Regions from separate parts of the Mus musculus genome. Here regions 1, 2 and 4 are each linked to region 3. The links are chromatin contacts, called in public HiCAR-type and promoter capture Hi-C maps. All regions are on one chromosome and are shown on one strand. The core of a region is the stretch at or near the end of the contact, and the rest is flanking DNA. Distances in the headings are between cores, read along the strand shown.

Evidence for each region. Promoter capture Hi-C pulls out the DNA fragments that hold promoters and counts their contacts. HiCAR-type assays count read pairs that join an accessible place to other places.
Region 1: a contact with region 3 is called in a HiCAR-type map of astrocytes, with 5 times the contacts expected there. The contact joins the promoter of Sgo1 here to the promoter of St6gal2 in region 3. A contact is called at or near these places in 2 of 39 promoter capture datasets (cranial neural crest and hippocampal neurons) and 1 of 115 datasets of contacts at active chromatin or transcription factors (astrocytes).
Region 2: a contact with region 3 is called in a promoter capture Hi-C map of cranial neural crest. The contact joins the promoter of Kat2b here to the promoter of St6gal2 in region 3. A contact is called at or near these places in 1 of 39 promoter capture datasets (cranial neural crest) and 1 of 115 datasets of contacts at active chromatin or transcription factors (astrocytes).
Region 4: a promoter capture Hi-C map of hippocampal neurons shows a contact between it and region 3, with 4 times the contacts expected there. The contact joins the promoter of Rab5a here to the promoter of St6gal2 in region 3. A contact is called at or near these places in 1 of 39 promoter capture datasets (hippocampal neurons) and 2 of 115 datasets of contacts at active chromatin or transcription factors (astrocytes and embryonic forebrain).

Annotation. Positions count from the first base shown.
Region 1 is chr17:53,687,794-53,691,085 of GRCm38.p6, reverse strand. Sgo1 (shugoshin 1) reads left to right here and starts at 1,771. Exons shown (of 9, transcript NM_028232.2): 1 at 1,771-1,875; 2 at 2,966-3,096; 3 at 3,228-3,292. The coding sequence starts at 3,234. It also overlaps the pseudogene Gm31532.
Region 2 is chr17:53,565,464-53,568,781 of GRCm38.p6, reverse strand. Kat2b (K(lysine) acetyltransferase 2B) reads right to left here and starts at 1,811. Exons shown (of 18, transcript NM_020005.4): 1 at 1,204-1,811. The coding sequence starts at 1,452.
Region 3 is chr17:55,443,836-55,447,481 of GRCm38.p6, reverse strand. It overlaps St6gal2 (beta galactoside alpha 2,6 sialyltransferase 2), which reads right to left and starts at 2,100. Exons shown (of 6, transcript NM_001347403.1): 1 at 1,673-2,100.
Region 4 is chr17:53,477,132-53,480,902 of GRCm38.p6, reverse strand. It overlaps Rab5a (RAB5A, member RAS oncogene family), which reads right to left and starts at 1,669. Exons shown (of 6, transcript NM_025887.4): 1 at 1,295-1,669.

The DNA.
Region 1 (3,292 bases), core at 522-3,021, 1.8 Mb after region 3:
TCACCAAGTTTCTAACATTTGTATGCTATTCAAATTAATACACAGCACATGACATGGTAAGTATTAAAGAATCTTTCAAAGGGTTTTTTAATTCTTATTTTTGTATATATGTATGTGTTCTCTTTGATCACGTATGCCACATGCTGTACACAGGTGCCCATGAAGAGGGCATCAAATCTGGAGCTGAAGTCAGAGGTGGTTGTGAGCTGCCTGACATGGGTGCTCAGAACTGAACTCAGGTCCTCTGCAAGAGCAGCAAAAGCTTTTGATATCTGGATCATATCCACATTTCCAAAGGAATCTTTTTTAAAAAATTTTTTTTAATGTCAGCACTTGGGAGGCCAAGACTAGCATATCTCTGTGTGTTCCTGGTCATCGCAGAAATATCACGAATTTGAAGTCTGCTTAGGCTGTGTAAAAAACCTGCCTTAACCCGTTGTTTTGTTTTGCTTTGTTTTGTTTTTTGAATGCCAAATAAACAGACCAAAACCAAACTTTTTTAGGAGATGGACATGGTGGTACACACATTTAATCTAGCATTCAAGAGACAGAAGCAGGTGGATCTGTTTGCATTTGAGGCCAACCTCAAATATATAGTGAGTTCCAAGACAGTCAAAGGTACACAGAGAGACTTCTCTACAGCGTAAGGAGTTAGAGGTCATCCTGGGCTACAAGAAGACCCTGTCTCAAAAACAAAAACAAACAGAAAACAAAGAAGAGAGCCATAAATGAGCAGCCGTGGAACGATAATCTTAGGACCCTAGGTAAGAAATTAAGAGTGTGAACCTTGTGTGATGACCAGCATAGTAAAATATAACTTGTTATATTGGCTACGTATATCTATCTACCTTATGGCACAAGACATCTGCCAAGGATATGACTTATGAAGCAATCACTCAACTGTGGAGGCTCCAAATGTCTTGTGGTAGGGCTCCCTGCTGCCACCTTCCCCTTCCCATTTTCTTTGTGTGCCTTCAGAACTACCCAGTAACGCTGCCTGATGTGTAAGCGTGCCGAACTTTTCTCAGCATGACTAAACCCAATTCCTTGACTATTATCAGGAACTGATAAAGAAGTTTAGATTGTTCCCGGGAAAGCACTTTAAAAAACGGATCCCACAAGATGACCTTCTAATTCAGTCACGGCTGCTGCACTACAATGACTTCTGAGGTGAGCGCAGCCGGTTGTAAATCTCTTCCGTAAATGCACAGGACAGGATCGGGCTGTCACTTGGCGTTTCTTCTTGAATCAGCCAGGCCCACCCGCAGATCTCGCCAGCGGGCTGAACCTGGAGAGCCCAGTCTCTCACATCAGTCCTTTCGCTGAGCCTGCGCTAAACGTGCTGGATGGACGTTTGCCACACGGGCGCGCCCCGGAGCACAAGAGCTGCGCGGCCTTGGGCGCCCTGACAAGCCACGCCAGGATCTGTTTGGATCTTTCGTGCTCCAACTCAGGCTTCAACTCGAACTCGTCATTCTCCTGCCTCAGCCTTCTGAGAGCTGGGCTCTCAGGCCTGCGTCAACACCCCAGGTCTAACCGGAAGTCAGGGACGCACCCAGACAAGACCCAGTCTCAAAGTCGCTAGATCTCTAGGCTGTGGGAAGGCGGACGCCGAGCCAAGGCCTCAATTCCAGCCTGACTCCACCCCCTCTACCCCACCCCAGCCACAGCTGCGCGTGCGCAGGCGCGCCACGTGATGCCATTCCCCGGGGCCGGGCGCTGCGTCTACGGAGAAGGGCGGGCCGGAGTGTCACGTGATGGTGTCCGGCCAGCCAATGGATACGCGTAACGCAGAATTTCGAATGTGGCGGCGGTAGCTGCGGAGCGCGGCGGAGCGGGAGGTTGCATCTGCTCGTCCGGACCTGAGTGGCCGAGGTACGGAGCGGTACGGGCGGCGGGACTGGAGGTATCTCTCCGACCGGACGACGCGTTCCGCTCGCGAAAGCGAGCACCCCGAAATCGACAGGGCTTTTGCTCAATCAAAGTAGCAAAAACTTTTTAGATAGGGGCCGGAGGAAGGGGTGTTCTCGCCGACTTGCACTGTCTAGCACGCACAAGGCCCGATTTCCATCCCACTGTGCTCGCGCACGCGAACAAACTGTAATTAACTTTAACTCTATCAGTTATTCATTCTGTGTGTCACTCAGATGTCTCCGGTGCAAACTTTTAAAACTTGATGGTGACCCACCCATTCTTATAAGAAGTCGTTGCATTTATTCTGTTGAACTCCCCTCTCCAATCTATCGTATATACACATTGGTAAAAATAAAGGGTTAGATAAGATATACAGTACCAATTTAAGGCTTCATTATGCGTGGAGGAAAATACGTCCTGGTGAGAATACTCAAGAAGAGATTCAAGAAAACACTTAACTAAAAGGAGATGAATCAAGATAGTTCTTGTGGTGACAATTATATGCACACATTGTGGTTGGCAACAGTTTACAATTTTGAGACCAGGAAGTTTATTTTGCTTGAAGCACGCTACTGTTATTAACATGAATACATGTTTTCTCAGCCCCAAAATTACTAGAGAAAAGCTGCCAAACAGAAACCCAGATATACATATAAATTGCTTCTGAACTAATACTGTAATCCTAAACACTAAAGGTTGGCTATAAACATTGTAAGAAAAGTAAGTCTGCTTATGGCTCATACATTTGTGGTCCCAGCTACTCAGGAGGCTGAGGTAGGAAGGACATGAGAGCTCTTAAGTTCAAAACCAGACTGGGTAACAGCAATATCCTGTCCCAAAATAATAAGTTCCCATAGAGCCTAGAATGTTGTACGCCTCCAATGAATATTTACTATAAGATGAATAATTGATACTTTCTGGAGTTATTTAATACTTTCCTATGAAATAGTAGAAGATAAGGTTATAGCAAAAGCATGAATGACATTTTATGGGATTTTTTTTCTTATGATGGCTTGATTCTAACATCTTTTTTCTTCTTGTTTTGTTTTAGATGAATTTCACTATGTAGCCCAAGCATAAATCTATGACCCACCTGCCTTAGCCTTTTTAGTAGCTTGGATTATTCTACAACACCTGACTTAATATTTCTAAGCAGAAAATCAAAATATTGCTTTTTTTGAAGTAAGTTTACAATTTAGTCTTTTGTAATCCCTTCTTGATGAACAGCCTATGTTTCTTAAATTTTATGTTTAAAAAATATCTGAGAAGTGTTCATTGGTTTTTTTTTTTTTTGTTTTGTTTTTAATTCAAAGACAAAGATGGCTAAGGAAAGGTGTCAGAAAAGGTCCTTTCAAGATACCCTTGAAGACATTAAGAA
Region 2 (3,318 bases), core at 562-3,061, 1.9 Mb after region 3:
ACCTCCTGATTTTTGCTTTTAGCGATTCCAAAGCATATTTGTGTGCATAAGGCACCGCACTGGAGCCCTCTCAGGAAGGCACAGCAGGTGCTGTGACTGCATCGATAAACAGGAGGTGACCACAAGGAATGGGCAGGGCATGCTTGAGACCCCAAGGTCCTTAAAGCTCCAGAAAACACGACAACCAGAATGTCCCGGAAGGGAAGTCATCTACCAGGTTTATCCATCCTGGCTGTACAGTGGGGAGTAGGAATGAGAACCTGGATGCTGCGGATGCGACTCCTTTTACAGTAGTAAGCTGGAGCAGCAAGCAACACGGGAGGTGTGAGTGAGTGAGTGCCTGGTCCCAACCACAGGCCGCCCGGGCTGACAAGGCCAAGTCCCCGCCCACTTCTGCTGTCACCCAGTCAAAACAAAGCCGCAGTCTACAGTGCAGAGTCGCTCTCCCCTGCAGCCTGGAGATGCTGAGCCCCCTACAAGTGCTCTACAGCTGGATGCCCTGGGTGCCTAAAGTCCCCAAAGAGGGAGAATGGCAAGAAAGCTGTCTTCAAACTGAGCAGACGCGCTCGCCGCCTGGGCTGTCACCCTGCCAGACCCTGTTTACACCCTAAGCGGCCAGGATCCCGCTTTCGCTAAATAAATAATAACAATAATGACAGGGTTGTCGCCGCACGGCCGAGGCCGCCAGGCGCCAAAGGACAGGGGCTTGGGGCAGTGCCCACCTCCCACCCCGCGCTCCGCCCCTTCGCTCCCGTAGAGCGCCAGGATTCCAGGACACTTCTGGGTGCTCCACAACCCAGCTCCTCCTAGCGGGGCTCAGTGGGGAGGGCGAGCGCGGGGAGACACACGCTAAGATGCCCCCAACCCCAAAAAAGCTGCTTCCCAACCCCGACAGATCTGCCACACCAAGCACAGTTACACTCCCTGTGAAAGGACTCCCGCGAGCTCCTACAGAGCAGAAAAAGCCCCAGTGCCGAGCGCTCCGAAGCCAAGACTCATCCTTCCCAGAAGAGGGACACCGGCAGATCTAGAAGACCCCCTACCCCTGTCCCAGTGAGATGCTGTGCAAGCCGCAGCGGCAGAGCGCGCGCACAGAACGCAGCACTTCCGCGGTGCCGGCGGGAAGCTGGGAGTGGGTGGGGGAGGGGAGGGGGGGTCCGAGCCCGCCCGTGACCCCGCGATTGTGCTCATCCCAGCGGGTACCTTGCAGGCGGAGTACACGCCGAGTTTCTCCAGCTTCTTCGCCCGCGGAGCAGAGCGCAACTGCGCCTTCTTCACGGCGATCCGGGCCGAGCCGCCTCCTCCCGGTCCCTCGGCCGTGCCCGCCGCGGCCACCGCGGTCGCTGGCCCGCAGGAAGCAGAGCTCCCGGCAGCGGTGGCCAGGGTCCGGGGGGAACCGTGCGGGGGCGCGGGAGGCAGTGCTGGGGACCCGGCCCCGCCAGCCTCGGCCATGCCGCCCCGACTGTCACCCGCAGCTGCCAGGGTCCCCGCGGGCGCTGGTGGCGGAGCCGAGACCCTCCCCCCCCCCCGGCCGCCGCCCTGCGCCCTCCCCGCCCCCGCCGCACTCGGCCGCCAGCGATCGCAGGCCCCCGCGCCTCCCCAGGCGGCTAGGACGCTAGCGGGCCCGAGCGCCTTGGCCGCGCTCTGCTCCCCTGGGCCTCCGGCATGCTGCTGCGAGCGTAGCCGCCCGCCGGGAGCGCCAGGGCCCGTAGGTGACCGGCGACCCGCGAGACCGGGCCGCTGCAGCCCAGGCACCTGCCGCCCTGCGCTGCTGGCGTCCCTGGGCCTGACACCCTCCCGCGCCGAGACCCAACTTCCTCCACCCTAGCGGGAGCCAGAGGAAAAAAAAATGTTTTCCAGAAGTACCCGTCAGCGGCCAATCCTCCTCTTTGTTGCTAATTCACCAAAATCATGGCGTGAAGGGTTCCTTTTTTTTTTTTTTTTTTTTTTGACTTTGAGTTAAACTTTTTTTTTTTAAACAATTCTTCCCCATCGTCTTCTCCTGGTAGTTTCTGAACCGAATATGACCAGAGAGGGAGGGAGATGACTCAATGGTGTGTGTGTGTGGTGTGTGTGTGTGTGTGTGTGTGTGTGTGTGTGTGTGTATCACATAATACTTGTTCGTTTGAGAACATTACATGTCGGCGAAATGAAAACTAAACGCATGGAAAAAGTTTGAAATTAGTCCGCCTACGGGGTTCACTCGAGGTTGGCTACTTTCAGCTGCTAGTGTGTCTATTGTTTTCAAGTTAACCAGAAAGACAGCGTCCAGGAAAGTGATTCCGATTTTGACTTAAACTTCAAAATCAAAACTATTGTCCCTGGCTCTGATGGTAGGAAGAGATTGTTTCATTTTTTCACATGGGTCAACCTTCCTAAAGCGATTTGAATAGCCCTGCATTGCCGGTCAGCACCGTTGGCAAGTGCCCTAATTCTGCGGAGCAAGCATAGTCACAATGTGGGACAATGGTCGTAATGAATTTGTGATTGGTTGTCTAGCAAGCTTGGTAGCTCCTGCTGAACTCCAGCCATATGGGATGGGCTTTCCCTTGCAAATACTCTTACCAGTCATGCTTAAAGTTGCATTTTATGTCTCAAGATGTGTTTCGCCAGATTCTGTGTCCTTTTAACGCAGAGTAATGCAATGCCAAGAGAGAAAGAAGTCTCTTCTCAAAGGAGTGACACCTGCTGTGAAACTGCAGCCTTACTAGGCTACATCTAACTGAAGTCCTTACCTAGGCTTGACCTTAGCCTAGTGTGGAAGCTCAATAGAGTAAGACTCTTGCCTCAAAAATTAATTAAATTAATTAAAAAACAGGCCAGGAGCGGTGGTCTTCACCTTTGACCCCAGAACTGCAGAAGCAGAGACTGGCCAGGCTCTGTGAGTTTGAGGAATTCTGGTCTACTGTTAGGAGTTCCAGGTCAGCTAGGGCTACACAGTGAAACCTTGTATATAAAGAAACAAGGAAAAAAAAAAAAAAAGAACTCAGCATGTCTTTAATCCTGGCATTTGGGAGGCAGAGGCAAGTGGATTTCTGAGTTCGAGGTCAGCCTGGTCTACAAAGTGAGTTGCAGGACAGCCAGGGCTACACAGAGAAATCCTGTCTGGGGAAAAAAAAAAAAAAAAAAAAAAAAAAAAGCTCAGGGGTTTTTTGTTTTGTTTTGTTGGGGGTGGGAGGGCTCAAGACAGGGTTTCTCTGTGTAGCCCTGGCTGTCCTGCAACTCACTTTGTAGACCAGGCTGGCCTCGAACTCAGAAATCCTCCTGCCTCTGCCTCCCGAAAAAGCTCAGGTTTTACATCACTGTCCTCTGGTTGTT
Region 3 (3,646 bases), core at 851-3,350:
TCATTTTAACGCATTAGAACAAAGTGGGGAAAAAAAAAGGTTGTCAGTTTCAGAAAAAATAGTGATGGAAAAAGCGGCTAAGGGGCCACACGTTGCTTTCCCTTCAAAAAGAAGAGTCACCCCAAATTTGCCACCCAAACACTCATGAAAAATAAAGGTTGAAGAGGTAATTCCTGTTAGGTCTTGTTTTGTTTTGTTTTGTTTTGCTTTGCTTTGTTTTAATATGCAGAAAGTGTGGTGTTTAAGGCGGCCAAGGCGTCTCCTGACCCAAAAAGGCAGTCCTCAGAAGGGCTACAGTATACTCCTACACACCAGACTGTTCAGTTGTCCAAGAGACAATGATTTCCACCAAACACGACCTATTTCTCTTCAAATTTTCAGCAGAACTGTTCCCCAAAGTTTACCAAAATCCAGGTACACAAACCTCCCCATCTCACAAAGCTTTAGGAATCCAACTCTACTTTATAAGTTATACACCAGGAAACACATAAGGAGAAGCTGGAAGGCAATCACAAAAGTCTCATTTAAATTCCTGGAAAGCACAGCTTCTCTAAACACACTATTCATCTCTCTTTGGAAGGCCTAATTTGCATCGAGCCATGAGTTTAACTCCACTGGCCCCACTGCACCAGTACCATCAAGTCCAAAAAAGATAGATGCCATCTTCTGAATTCAAAAGAATTTATCACATAACCACTCTAAACGGTGGGAAGTAAAACAACCCAAACGCCGAGTTTTTGCCAGTCAAGTGTATAAGAATTAACACTGACTTTAGGAGGCTCCCGAAAATCCCTCTGCACATGAACATTATAGCCACAAAAGGAAGAAGAAAGAAAGAAAGAAAGAAAGAAAGAAAGAAAGAAAGAAAGAAAAGGTAGGATGCTCTCTAAGCTGCAAGCCCGCTAATTTGCATGAAGATGGGTGTGGGAATTTGATTAAAAAAAAAATCTCCACCTTTCACAAGCAAATCACATCAAATCAAACCAATGCACAGTATTTCATCCCCACAGTTAACTATGTCCACCTGTCCAAGTGCAAGCCCTCCTTTCGCTCACCCTGTTGTTTCTCCACATACAGCGCTGGCTTCTGTTCGCAGAGCTTATCTAACTCTAGCTCAGTGCAACTGGCCAAGGAGATTCCAGCAGGATACGGCAGGTCTCAGACCTCACAGACCTGCGTGCTTGTACTCATTCAGTTTGTCCCTACACCTGTGCTGCTACTCCTGTACTTGGAGCCTCAGTAGGATTCCTGAGGGTCACATTTTATCCCCCACTCCCACCCCACCCCCGCAGCCTAGAGGGCAGGAGGGCTTGCCGGGTGGCGAGCGGGCGGGAGGGCGGGCGAGCGAGCGGATGAGCGAGCGCGCACACCACGAGCTCCTACTCTCTCTCGGATGCCCTGGGAAGCTCCGCGGCCACGCTAGGGGCTCAGGCGACCCTGTGTAGGAGCCGTCTCCTTTCCGACAAGGCATGACCGCGTTGCCGCCGGCTGCAGCTTGGCCTCTCAGCAGTGCGTGGCTGCGCTCAGCTCCGCGCTGCGCGCCTCATTGTTCCAATCCGCGTGGCAGTGGCACCTCTGCCGGTGGCCCCGAGGGCAGGCGATCCGAGGCAGCGGGCCTGGTGCTCCGCACACAACCCCGCCTTCCCCGTTCCGATCTACAGCCCGAGCTTACCTGCTGGCTAGGCGCTGGGGAGTTGATCGGCCTCCCGCGAGCGCTCCGGCCCGCAGCTTGCCCCGCGGCCAGCGCAGGCGGGGACGCTCTGGCGACGCAGAGCCTGCCTGTCGTACAGCGATTGCAGACTCCGCTGCGTGGGGCGGCGCGGCTGCCTAAAAAGGCGTGCTAATCCCAGCCGCCACCTTCACCAGCTGAGCGGCTCCAAGGGCTCCCCGAATGGCTTCTGCTCCAAGTACCTGGCACCCGGGCACAGGAATGTCCCGGTGGTGGCCTCTGGAATGCCACCGGCCGCCGGTGGTGGGCAGGGCGGTCTGGGAAGCTGGCCGGGAGGAAGTGAGTCTTTGTGTGCTGGCTTCGAACACACAGCCCTCTGTAGACAGAGCAAAAGCCGGGCTACCTGCGCGCCAGGCAGCTGGGTGGAGTGTGAGAAGCACAGCATCCTCTGGGCCGCTGGCTCCCTTTGTTCAGACTCAGGCCGACTCAAGCCGCCCGCATTCTCACTTTGGCTGCTGCTGAGAAGCGCCCGACAGTGCAGGGACACACTTGGGGACGTGCTGCTTTGAGAGCTTCCCACTTGCCAACTCCATCCATCCATCCAACCCTGGAAAAGGTGATCACATTCTCTCTAGGGCGTAGGGGTGACCAAGAGCGGTGCTGTGGGAGCCGCAGATAGAAAGTATGTGAGTGTGTTCAAGTGCTAATGCCCATTTGTCACTGCAACCCTCCTATTTTTCAAAGGCATCCACAGCGGTCCCTGGTTGTGGGTAAACATGCTTCTCTGAACTTTGCCCCCTTGGATGTGAGTGTTACCTACAAGTTTTCATGCGTAGTTAGAAAAGGACAAGACAAATTCTTCACTGAATGTATTGAATTTGAAGTTCATCTATCTAGTCGAGGTGTTTTGTTTTAGATATTTTAGCTAGTTGTCCAACTTATTCAGAACGCATGGAGTGCCTACTATGTGTTTGGGGCTAGGCATCATGATAGATGAGCAAAACTCAATCTAGAAGTTTACAGACATTTAACAACCGGGAAACTAAACCCACAGAGTAAAATTCATTGTGTGTGGTCAAGTGTACCTGGGCGATGCTTTCTCTGGTTTCCCCAGTTCTGTTAACTGTTTCTGACACTTGGAATTTCTAAGAACTGCCTGAAGGGATGGTCTGTCACTCATTAATTACTGCGTCTTATATATGAGAAATACATACGCTATGGCTAATTCTGTGCTCTGCCCTTTCCCACAATTCACCACGATGGACTCTGCTAGTCACTGAAGTGATGTAAACTGTGACTCTAGGCTTTGTCTTCTGTCTAATGGGTACGTTTGCAAGCACCAGCAAGGTATGCTGCACAAGGTGCTAAAAGTGGATTATACATTCTCTAGTCCTTAAATGTAACAACAAATCAATTCATGTAATAAAAAGCATAGTAGCATCCTTACAATGTTTCACTGCAAAGTAAAAATCCTCAATTTATAACATTTTGGGGGGGGGGTTGAAACAGGGTTTCTCTGTATAGCCCTGGCTGTCCTGGAATTCACTTTGTAGACCAGGCTGGCCTCGAACTCAGAAATCCTCCTGCTTTTGCCTCCTAAGTGCTAGGATTAAAGGTGTGCGCCACCACACCTGGCAATTTATAACATTTCTTACAGACTGTGAATGTTTTTTATCCCATATTGCTATTTTTCAAAAGTACTTCAAAGATGATGCCTTCATGCCTACCTTAAAAACAAAACAAAAACAAAAAACAAAACAAAACAAAACCAAAACACTAGGTGTTCCAAGACAACAATGGACTTTGTGCCTGTAGAAAATTTACCCAGCTTAAAACAAATATGCAAATTGCTGTCATAGAAATGTAAGTTAACTTAGTTTACTATTTATGATCTAAGTAGAGAATAAATGGGGCCGACCTGGAAATCTGTTGCTTCCCAGGTAAATCATGAAGGCAGTTTAAATGCAGAAAACTGTA
Region 4 (3,771 bases), core at 420-2,919, 2.0 Mb after region 3:
ACCTATAAAACAGTAAATGACTTATCCAGGACAAAACTTGTTCTGTATTCCTATGGTACTTCCAAAATCTCAGGGAAAACATCGATTCTCACAGAAAATACAAACAAAATTTTGTACTTAGTTTTTAAAAACTGTTTCCTGCCCCACATCCCGATCACATTTTTGAGGGACAGGGACTTGTCGCCTAGGCAAGCACAGGATAGGTTACGGATGGCCTGGACTCCTGATCCTACCTACCTCAGCTTCCAGAGTGCTGGGATGACAGGCGGGGTGCCTTCACAGTCAGTGTCTTTTAAAGTGCAAAGCTACTAAATCTTTTACTTCCAAAGACCTCAAACGGAAATAAGCCCAAGTATAAACCTACACAGGTTGAACATGGTATTAATGTTAAGTGCGAGGGCTGGGGGTGTTCAGTGAAGCTACTGCTCAGTGCACAGAGGTTCTGCACTTATAACTTGTACTTTTATTCCGTCAAAGAAAACTTTTGCATAATATGCATCTCCAATCTTTAAAATAGTTTTTTTATACAGTTAGGAAGTCTTTGATTAAAAAAATTGCACTGAGCCCTTAAATTGTGCCAGGCACTGTTGTGCTGCCTACTTTGTTCACAACCCCACGGGTTCAAATTTTACATTAAGAACGATTCTGGGCAGACCTCAATATTCTGGAAGATGTAACAGTTTTTTTTTTTTTAATTAGTTACGTGCAAGGCAACTGATTCAGAACTTTAAATCCATTTCGGCGAGGCAAAAACTAATATGCCAAGAGTGACAGTCAAAGCTTTAAACTTCTGGAGGCGTTAGGATGTTAACCTGCTCGCACCTTGGCCCGGGCTTCCCACCTCCCACGGAAGGGACCAGAGGATCCCACTACTCGCACAGCCCGGCCAAGCCGGTCAGAGGTAGGCGGAGCTCCCCAATCCCCACCTGCTGGAGGCCTGGGTTCCTGTCTGGAAGAAGCCGAGAAATCAAACCGGGGTGCCGGGGCCAGGAGCTCCGCTGGGCCTGGTGGGCGCGCTCCTGAGCCACCCCCGTCACCCCGGATGCGATCCGGCTCAGTAGCCGGGACAGAGCCCCAAAGACCGGGCTGGAGACCGCCAGGGCCCCAGGCTCTTCCCACGGCGCCATCTTGTGAAGGGAAGAGGGTGCCACCCGCCGCTCCCTCAGAGGATTCCCCACGTCCCAGGCCCCGAAGCTGCTAGAAGAATGAGTCACTAAGCGCTGAGGGCCCGCGGCGGCTTGGAGGCCCCAAGCCCGGCCCGGGACCACAGGGACCCGCCCCGACGGCGGCTTACCTGGGCCGCGTCTCCCGGCAGCGAGGCCACGCACGGCCCGGCCCGGCCCGGAGATCGGATGCGCCGCGGCTGCAGCGGCGGCGTCGCCTGCTCGCTCCTTCTTCTCACCCTGGCCGGCGCGGGACTCTGAGCGCCGCCCGCCGTGCCGCCGCCCCTGCCGGGCTGCGTCTCCGCCTCTCCGTTCCGCCTTCCTTTCTCCTCCTCCTCCAGAGTCGCCGCGCTCGAGTTCCGAGGACTTCTTCCTCGTCGTCGTCGTTCTCCTCCTCCTCCTCCCTCGGTCTCCTCCCCTCAGACCGCCCCGGCTCCTCACGAACCAAAACACAAACACTCGGGCTCCAGCGCAGGAACTGCTTCCGCCGGCTCCGCCACGTAGCCGCACGCAGCGAAGAACGCCGTGACGTCATTTCCGCCGCTGCCCCTCCCAGGAGGCCGGCAGCGGCTTCCTAAGGGGGCGGGGCCGAAGTCACGTGACATCCCCGGGTGCGCTAAGGGAGAATAGTTCGGCCCTCTCTAACGCCTCCTTGATCTGAACCGACATCTTTGGGCTCCGGCTGCAAGGCGAGGCAGGAGCGTCAGGAATGAAGAGGGGGGCGTGGGGTTGCGTCACGTGTCTTCTCCAATTCCCTGGGGCCAGACCTACTCACTTCCTTGCTCTGCCTTCCTCCTCCCCGGGGCTCCACCCTCAGTACCACCATTGTTATCTGGGTGGCGGCGCTCTAAGCCGGCGGGTTGGGAACCCGAGAGGCGTGGGCCAGACCTGCGTTTTATGGGTCTCATCGGAGCTGACAGGGTCCCCACTGCCATTGTCAGCCTGGGTTGTCTTCCCATTGCGGCGATTTTCGGTCTGATGGTTCACTCACAGGCCTCTCACACCACTTCAGCAGCTCAGTAAAGGGGTTTAGGCGAGCGAGGGCTCCTGTGGCTCTGGAAATGCCCTGCTTTTCCGAGAATGGGCGTGTCTGTGATCTCGGAGAGAATTAAGACCCTTAAATTCAAAAGCTGCCTTTAGACAGCAAACCTCAAAAGAATAACTTGCTTTTATTGAGAGTTTACCTGTGTGTGTGGTTTTTTGTTTTGTTTTGTTTGTTTTTTGAGTGAAAAGGAGGAAATCCTAATAATTAGCGTTTATTTGGAATTCCCCATTGAACTAAGTAGTAAACATTTTGGAGTGATCTCTCTCTCTCTCTCTCTCTCTCTCTCTCTCTCTCTCACACACACACACACACCCATTGATAAGCACAGTTGATAAGCACACAGAGTCCTGGCATGTTTGTGGAATGAATGAGGGAGGCAAATAATTTGGCCACGATCACAGGTTAGATATAGTCTAGCCTGCAGCCGGCTCCATAACACTAGTTCTTAAGATTCCAATGAACAGCAGCCCAAGATGTTTATGGCTGCCCACAGCACACCTATTTAAGACGTTCCCTTGATCCGCATAGGTCCAAATACTCCACTCCCCTAAATTCTGGCACTGGTTTCTATCAAAAGAGTCATTCCTTGTCTCTGTCAGAAAGGTTCTGTGGTGCCTATTAGCATACCAAAACACAAGGCTAGCCTTCTGATTTACTCAGTACCTGTGGCTCTTCTCACCCCACTTCCTACCCTAAACTTCTCCAAGTCATGAGCTTCCCTCTTCTAGTTTCTCATTCCCATGTAACCCTACTATTTGACTCTCTCTCTCTCTCTCTCTCTCTCTCTCTCTCTCTCTCTCTCTCTCCCTCCCTCTCCCTCTCCCTCTCTCCTTCCCGCTCCCCTCTCCTGTGGCCTCCTTTGCTCCTTTGTCTTCCTGTCTCACTACCCCATCCCACCCCATGGCCATGTCCAGTCTACACTTTTCTCTCCCAGCTCTGGATTTTTCCAGATGCCTCTGGCTGTACTTTCCCTCATACCTACAACAAAACCCTTCCTTCCCTTCAAACAAGCATGCCTTTGAGTAGTCGTGGCCTCAGTTTATACATCTGGCACTACAAACTTCCTTTATACACAAACCACACGGACATGAATGCTTTGATCAAATCCACCCTTCCAATTTCCTTTCCCCCAAATACTCTCATATTCCACCATGACTTTTCCTCCTTAACTTCAAGTACTCTTTCTTTAAAATCATTTTTAAATTTGATTTTATGTTTATGAATGTTTTCTTGAATATATGTCTCTATACCATATGGCTCTCAGAAGAGGATGTCCTGCCCTCTTAGGTAGTAGTATCCTTTATTTACCTGAAGTAATTGCTGTCTCTGCATACTGCCACAGTCGGCTAATCTAGGACTGGTCCTGGAAGTTTCTAGCCTCTGTACAATCTAATCTAGGCCTAGAATGCCTTCAAGCTCCGAGGTTCCAGCTCAAACTCCTCTTCAAGCTAATTCAACCTGGCTTCTCACTCGGCCTTTGACTTTTTGCTCTGCTTGGCCTCAAACTAATTCAGGCGGTATGTTCTAATCTTCTGGCTCCTCATTTTCTGGTGGGTTCTGTCT